Linked DNA regions of Mus musculus: region 1 is linked to region 2. A link is a contact called in public promoter capture Hi-C data. All regions are on one chromosome and are shown on one strand. The core of a region is the stretch at or near the end of the contact, and the rest is flanking DNA. Distances in the headings are between cores, read along the strand shown. Region 1 holds the start of Pld6 (phospholipase D family, member 6). Region 2 holds the start of Zfp867 (zinc finger protein 867).

Evidence for each region. Promoter capture Hi-C pulls out the DNA fragments that hold promoters and counts their contacts.
Region 1: a promoter capture Hi-C map of embryonic stem cells shows a contact between it and region 2. The contact joins the promoter of Pld6 here to the promoter of Zfp867 in region 2. A contact is called at or near these places in 3 of 39 promoter capture datasets (the 3T3-L1 cell line, embryonic stem cells and neutrophils), 1 of 115 datasets of contacts at active chromatin or transcription factors (stem cell-derived neural progenitor cells) and 1 of 9 other capture datasets (adipose tissue).

What each region holds. Positions count from the first base shown.
Region 1 is chr11:59,786,096-59,789,826 of GRCm38.p6, forward strand. It overlaps Pld6 (phospholipase D family, member 6), which reads right to left and starts at 1,562. Exons shown (of 2, transcript NM_001290283.1): 1 at 1,123-1,562. The coding sequence starts at 1,540.
Region 2 is chr11:59,470,112-59,474,065 of GRCm38.p6, forward strand. It overlaps Zfp867 (zinc finger protein 867), which reads right to left and starts at 2,363. Exons shown (of 4, transcript NM_178417.3): 1 at 2,230-2,363. The coding sequence starts at 2,256.

The DNA of each region.
Region 1 (3,731 bases), core at 312-2,811, 320 kb after region 2:
AAATCCGCCTGCCTCTGCCTCCCGAGTGCTGGGATTAAAGGCATGCGCTACCACGCCCGGCAGTGCCACCACGCTGAATCTGAGATTTTATGACTCTCCAAACTCTAAATACAGTGACATCAACCATGTCTGATACCTACTGTCCACCACCCAAAATGATGACCTGGCTGAAGGTCACTTTGTGACTGCCAGCAAGGGGACAGGGGCAGCTATCAGACTGACAGAGTGCTTCTGTGCTGCCCACGTGAGTGATACACAACAGGTCAGTGCTGCGGTGTTCTTCCTTCCCTATGAGGGATCTGGAAGCAGACCTGGTTTCCAAGGCTACACCATCCCCAGGATGTGGGAAGACAGGCCGTGTGGAGGAAATAAAAAGCCTCGAGAGCCCTACAAAGCCTGGACATCTCCCAAGGGCTCCCCTAGCCTGTCAGCCACTGTGGGCACAACGATTAGGCTAGGCAGGTGTGTGGGAGGGACATGGGGGCACTGACTCCTGCGTAATGAAGGGATCTAGCAGTCAAAGTTTGTGTTCCTCCAGTGCCAACCACTTGAAGGAAAACAAACAAGGGCCACAGGCCTAAGGGAGGATATTGTCACACCTGCTGCTGAGCTGTAGGCGGGCCAGACATACCTATGGGCCCAGAGGTGATCGCTGAGAAGCAAGTATTCGCCACACTGTAGGGTCCACTTTCCAATGATCACAGAGTCTAGTGGGAAACTCACTAATCAACACTGTCACTCCTACTCCCGCTGTGGTCACACAGCCGCTAAGGGTTTCTCAGTGTTGGCTGAGTTTAAACTGACTTAAGTTTTATCCTCCATGCCTTCACTTATGTCAGCCATCTCAGCCTAGAACAATCACAGAAATTAAGTCTAAACACACACGCCTCTAAGGTCAAGGTCAGAGCGTGGAAACTGGTGGGAATTGCCACATACCTTACTCATGGGGAGCCCAGACACGGAATATAACAGACTATGAACCTTGGCTCCTTGGCCCGCTCATCTCTGCCTGCCTGCCTCCACCTTTCTCCCTGAAATGCTACCTGCTCTGGACAAAGTCGGTAGGGGCATCAAGTAAGTCCTCTACCCCTCTGCCGGTGTGCACCCTCGGCGGCGGTTTACCTGCCTTGCGCAGCAGGCCGATCTGAGAGCCGTTGAGGGCCATGTAGTCGCAGTCAGTGATGACCCGCACGCGCACCCCACGCTGATGCAGCAGCTGCACTGCACGCCCCAGCTGCGGGCTGGAGAAGGCGAAGAGGCAGAGCTCCAAGCTGGAGCGGGCGGCCAACAGCGCGCGCAGCAGGCGGCTCAGTGAACTCTCGCTGTGGGGGAGGCTACACGGGCAGCCCGAGGGCCCGGGAGGCAACCCTGGGGCCTGCAGTAAAGCCTCGGTGCAGGTCACCTGTGAGGGGAAGAAGAGCACCTCGCGCCTTGGCCGCCGCCCAGCCAGCAGCCAACGCATCAGCCACGGCAGTGCCTCTAGGGCCAGCGCGAGACCCGCACCAGCCGCGAACACCAACCGCCAACTCGAGCGCCCCATGGCCGCCACCTCTAAGGTCAGCCGTAGCACCAAGCGCTTGCGCGCCCAACACGTGCCAGCCCGCCCCCAACTCCGGGTGTGCCACGCCCCCTTGCGGGGCCCGCCCCCAGCCAGGAGCTAAACTAGCGGTTGCACAGCTTTCCCAAGCTAGCAAAGAGCCCTTGGGGAAGCGCGCTCATTGGTGGACCAGGCTGGCCTTGAACTCAGAGATCTGCCTGCTTCTGCAGAGTGCTGGGATTGAAGGCGAGTACCTTCATTTGACTTCTTTTCCTATGTGTTTCCCATGAATTTCCTTCCCTTACCTGACTGCTCTAGAGTTTCTGCATCGCATTGAAAAGAAATGGGGATAGTGGGATGCCGTCTCCTGATTTTAATGGGATTTGCTTTGGGATTTTCTTCAATTACCATGTTGTTTGTGGATTTGTACGGTCTACAGGAAGGAGTTATGAACGGTACTATAAATATAGCCAATGGATAGGCCAGAGGCCTGCGGGAGAAGAACTTATTTGCTGCCAGTTTCCTAGGCCAAAATCATTTCTGTTTTCTAAAAACTTATATCCACAGATAAGTGCAGCTCTCACCCCTCATCAAAGAACTTCCTTTTCAACAGATGAAGACAATCAGAGTTCCACAACTGATCAGAATGCTGAGAATTCGCAACTGTGGGGATAGATTCCCCGCTTACGAGGTTTGGCAGCAGGTACTTTTGCTCATCCCCAACTGATACACCTGCATTGTAACCCAGACACCTAAGGCTAAGTATAATGGAAGAAGTGATGGAAAGACTATATGAACCAGAGGCTCAGGACACCCAGTGTTAGATAGTGTGCCCTAGACAGGGGAAACACACTCATGAACTTAGGTCCACAGTGGTCCACACTCAGCACCATGTCTTTTGTCCCTAATGATGCAGCAAGTTTTGCTCACTGTGAGATGAATTCAGAGCTGCCTCGGGTTGCGTTCCTACAGCTGAAACAGCAGACAATCAGAAGCTTTGACTGAACATAGGACAGTGACTGAACATAGGAGAATGTCACATGCTGGAAGACAGGAAGACCTCTGACCCAAAACTTAGAAGATACAGACAGACATCACTTTCTTCATCCCTCCAGGACCACCCAGGCCAGCATGGCTTCCTATGCTGAGCTCGATGGGGCACACACACACACCCCTTCCTGTTTTAAGGAGACCCTCTCATACCCATGCTCCCGATACTTTCCTCATCTGCAGAGACTGACCTATTTCCTGACGTTGGGCACCATTAGACAAACCGGTCTTATTCTGTAGCATAGCCTGGTTTAGATGGTCTCAGACTTACAGCAATCTTCTAGCCTTAGCCCTCAAGAACTGGCATTATAAGACTAAGCTGAGTCATCGTGCTCAGCCCTGTTAACAGTGAAGCACATACATAATGCAAGCCATGCTAGATTCTATTGTCCAGTGTCTGAATCCATCTGAGCCTGCAGGTGCACCCTATGATGCCTCCCTCAGCCCCACTGGTACACACGACACACAGTACACACAGTTGCATCTCCTCGATGGAACCGGATTGATTGATAGTATATCTGTCTTAGTGTTTTATCGCTGTGAACAGACACGATGACCAAGGCAACTCTCATAAGGACAACATTTAATTGGGGTTGGCTTACAGGTTCAGAGGTTCAGTCCATTATCATCCAGGCAGAAACATAGCGGCATCCAGGCAGGCATGGTGCAAGAGGAGCTGAGAGTTCATCATCTGAAGGCTGCTAGCAGAATACTTGCTTCCAGGCAGCTAGGAGGAGGGTATTAAAGCCCACACCTACAGTGACACACCTACTCCAAGAGGCCACACTCACTCCAACAGGGCCATAGCTTCTAATAGTGCCACTCCTTGGGCCAAGCATATGCAAACCATCACATTCCACAATCTGGCCCCAATAGGCTTGTTCAAACATATGGGGGCCATACTTAAACATAGCATAATGCAAAATACATATAGTTCAACTTCAAAGGTGCCCATAGTCTATAGCAGTCTCAACAATGTTAAAAGTCCAAAGTTCAAAGTCTCTTCTGAGATCCATCCAATCACTTAACTGTAATCCCCAAAGCAAGACAGGAAACCAGCTGGGCAAACTCCAAACTCTGCATCTCCATGTCTGATGTCAAGGTGGTCTTCAGATCTCCAGTTCCTTTTTCATCTTTGTTGACT
Region 2 (3,954 bases), core at 1,113-3,612:
TTGAAAAGCTGAGATTCAAATAAATGTGCAACGATCTCAAGGTGATGACTATAAAAAAGGGGGCAAGTCCTGAAGACCAGACAGACCTGTCAGGATCAAGTGCCAAAAAAGGCTGTTCCCTCACCCTAGTGCTGCTGAAAACCTCACCAGCCACACCTCGGGAGACCCTGGACTGACTCAAACACAGTGTCAGCTTCTGCCCCACTGCGCGCTGGAGGTTTTCTTTCTAATCCCTTGAGAGAAGGTTTTCTCCCCTAACAACTGAGAGACTGGAGATGGCAGGAAGTGCTGCTCTGAGGCCCACATTCACCAGCACCTAACTAAACAATGATTCCTAGGAGTGGAGCTAAGCTTAGAGGGAGACAATGTCCCTAAGAATTAACTACGGAGCTGGAGAGACGACTCAGCGGTTAAGAGCACTGCCTGCTCTTCCAGAGGTCCTGAAGTCAATTCCCAGCAACCACATTGTGCCTCAACCCATCTATAATAAGATCTGCTGCCCTTTTCTGGCCTGCAGGCATACATGCAGGCAGAAGATGTATACACAATAAATAAATCCTTTAAAAAAAGGGGGGGGGGCTGGCGACATGGCTCAGTGGGTAAGAGCACTGACTGCTCCTCCAAAGGTCCTGAGTTCAAATCCCAGCAACCACATGGTGGCTCACAACTACCCGTAATGAGAGCTGATGCCCTCTCCTGGTGCATCTGAAGACAGCTACAGTGTACTTATGTATAATAATAAATCTTAAAAAAAAAGGAGGGGGCTGGAGAGATGGCTCAGCAGTTAAGAGCTCTAACTGCTCTTCCAGAGGTCCTGAGTTCAATTCCCAGCAACCACATGGTAGCTCACAAGCATCTGTAATGGGATCCGATGCCCTCCTCTGGTGTACTGAAGACAACAATAGGGTACTCATATACATAAGTATTTAAAAAACAAGGAAAAAAATGAACTATTGAGATGAGGACTATTCGATTGCTCCAGCTCCAGGTCCTCTAGCTGCTCCTCGAAGAGGTTTCACCCCAGATCTCAGGCTGCTGTCTAAGTGGATGATGAAAGGTCAACTTTAGGCTAGGACATATGGCAGCTATAAGAAATTTGTCAGCATCTGGCAGTTCTGAACCTGGGACCATTACTAATAGGAAATGAAAAAGATATTGTGTCAATTTCTATTTATTTAGCAACGAAAATAAACAGTAATGGTTGTCACTTTTAAAACCTTTTACAGTAGAAGTTGGCATTTGAAAATACTGGTACTGAAACTGTTGGGGGCGGGGGGCACTGCAGAGATGGCTCAGTGGTTAAGAGCATTTGTTGCTCTTGAAGAAAGCTGGATGGAGTTCAGTTTCCAGCAACCACTTTGGGGCAGCTCATAACCGCCCATACCTTTAGCTCCAGGGAATCTGACACCGTCTTCTGACTTCCTCAGACACCCACACACGTGTGTGTATCCACATACAGCCACAAATAAAGGCGGGATGACCGCCTGGCATCCCGGCCTTCACTCTGCCGCTGAGGGCACAGAGATAAGTTATGGTCCTTAACCTGCAGTCACCCAGGATTCATGGAAGGACAGCCCTTCACAGAAGCAGGAGCTATCTCCAGAGAAACACCTAGTCCCCTTCAGGTCTCAAATGAGCGGAGACAAAGATGGGCGGGGCCCACCTTACATTAGGCTGCTGTGTTTAAGCTTTTTTTTTTTTTGGTCTGGCCTTCCTCTATTTAAGCCTAAAGCTCCTGTCCAAAGATCAATTGGGGTAGGAGTGTCCTAGACCCTTCATCTGTCCCGCTTCTACGGTGCCCGCACTGACGAAATCTCTCTCGGCTTTTTCCTACTAACCAACCATCGATGTCCTGAGACTAGCGGGGGGACGGCCCTAAAGACTGGAATTTTGGGACTTCACTGTGAACACGGGGGCGTGGGACAGGCAGGCGAAGAGTAAATAGATTGAGACCCCACTTTCCAAGACTCGGGAAAGCCCAGCCATGGCTGAAGGGCGGGAACCCACAACCAAGAAGCCAGCGTCCCAAGTCCTAAGGTGGGTCGGCCATGACGCCCCAAGTCCTGAGGTGAGTCGGTCAGGCCGCCGCGAGGGCAGATGGGAAGCGAGGGGACCCAGGACACCCAGGACACCGGACAGCACCGGGATCGGGCCGCAGACACCAGCTACGGAGGCCTTCCCTGCGGCTGGTACTGGTTGGCTGTAGCCAGCGTCGGCCGGAACGCTCACCATTTCCGAATTTCTGCTGTCCCGCATCGTCGTCGTCTGCACCTCATAAGGACGCTAGCTACAGCGGAGCCACCATACACAACTGTGAGCCAGACATAGAACCTGAAGAAACGGAACCTGAACAAGAACTAAACAGTGAAAAGAACCAAACACCGCGAGAGTAAAGCATCCTGCCCCGCCCCTCCGCTCGAGCTGCGGCCTGATTGGACAATTCCACTCTGATAGACGAAGGGTTTGGACACGCCCCCAATCCTTGAGTGATTAGGGATGTAATCTAACCTTTGACAGAGAGATACTTACGGGACAAGATTTGTTTGCACTCTAGCAATGGCCCTGCCAGGACAGGACACACTTGTACTTTACCTACAGAAACATATCCATGGAACAATAACATATAGATAGATAGATAGAGAGAGAGATAGAGATAGAGATAGATAGATAGATAGATAGATAGATAGATAGATAGATAGATAGATATACACATATACATACACACACACACATATGCTATTTACAACTGGAAATTCCTAACATGACAATTATTTGAAATTTTTATTGTGAATACATTGAGACAGGGAGGGTCTCGTGTAGCTTGCCTCAAATACAGTTCAGGCCAGCCTTGAACCCCCGGATCTGCTTGCCTCCATCTTTGGAGTGCTAGAAGGACATGTGTGCTATTATGCATCACTGGGGATCCTGCTAAGGACTTCTTGTATTCTAAACAAGGACTCTGCCAACTGAGCCAGAGCCCTCATTTTTAAAAATTTAGATGTCATAATCTTCCTAGCTTGAGGACTGTAATGGCTATTGTTGGTTGTCACCTTGGCTACGTCTAGAATCAACTAAAACCCGAGAGGCTGGGAATGCTTGTGAGCGATTTTTCTTGACTGGATCATCTGAGGTTAGAGGACCTACTCTAACCCTGAAGCACACCTTCATGACAGGCTATATGATGCAATGTGGAAGAAGGAAGCTCCTGCTCCTTACCTGCTTGTCTCCCCTCCCATTGGCAAGTCTGTCTCCCCTGCCACCAAAGCATGCCTTTGCTGCTATTAGAATCTACTTCTTTAGGGTTCCAGTGTCTACTGAGGACCAACAGAGACATCCGTCCCCATGGGTTGCCCACAGCTCTCTGTTGGGGGACAGCTAGTATCGAACTAGCTGAACCACAGCCTGTAAAGCACTCTAATAAATTATATATATACTATCAGCTCTGTTCATCTAGAGAGCTCTGGCCAAAACAAGGAGCTAGCCTGAGCTTTAAAAGGGAAGGCACTCCTCTAAGATAGCAATGTTGAATAGAAGTTTTGTTTGTTTGGTTTTTTTTTTTTTTTTTTTTTTTTTTTGGTTTTTCGAGACAGGGTTTCTCTGTGTAATGTTGGCTGTCCTGGAACTCACTCTGTAGACCAGGCTGGCCTTGAACTCAGAAATCCGCCTGCCTCTGCCTCCCAAGTGCTGGGACTAAAGGCATGCGCCCCCACTGCCCAGCTTCGAATAGAAGTTAATGAAGGGCCACATCTATAATTTTTTTTTAAAGGGTGAAGCACTCCAATGCCAATTTATTTTAATCGGGCTCTGTGTTATCTATGGTTTGCCTCTTTCCCTTATAATCGCACAACCTTTGAAAATTACATAAGTTGTAATGATCTAATACTATTAATAGCCATTCAGAAAAAAAAGTCCCCTCCCGCCCAACAACCATCCAGGGGAAATTTAAAGTCCTCA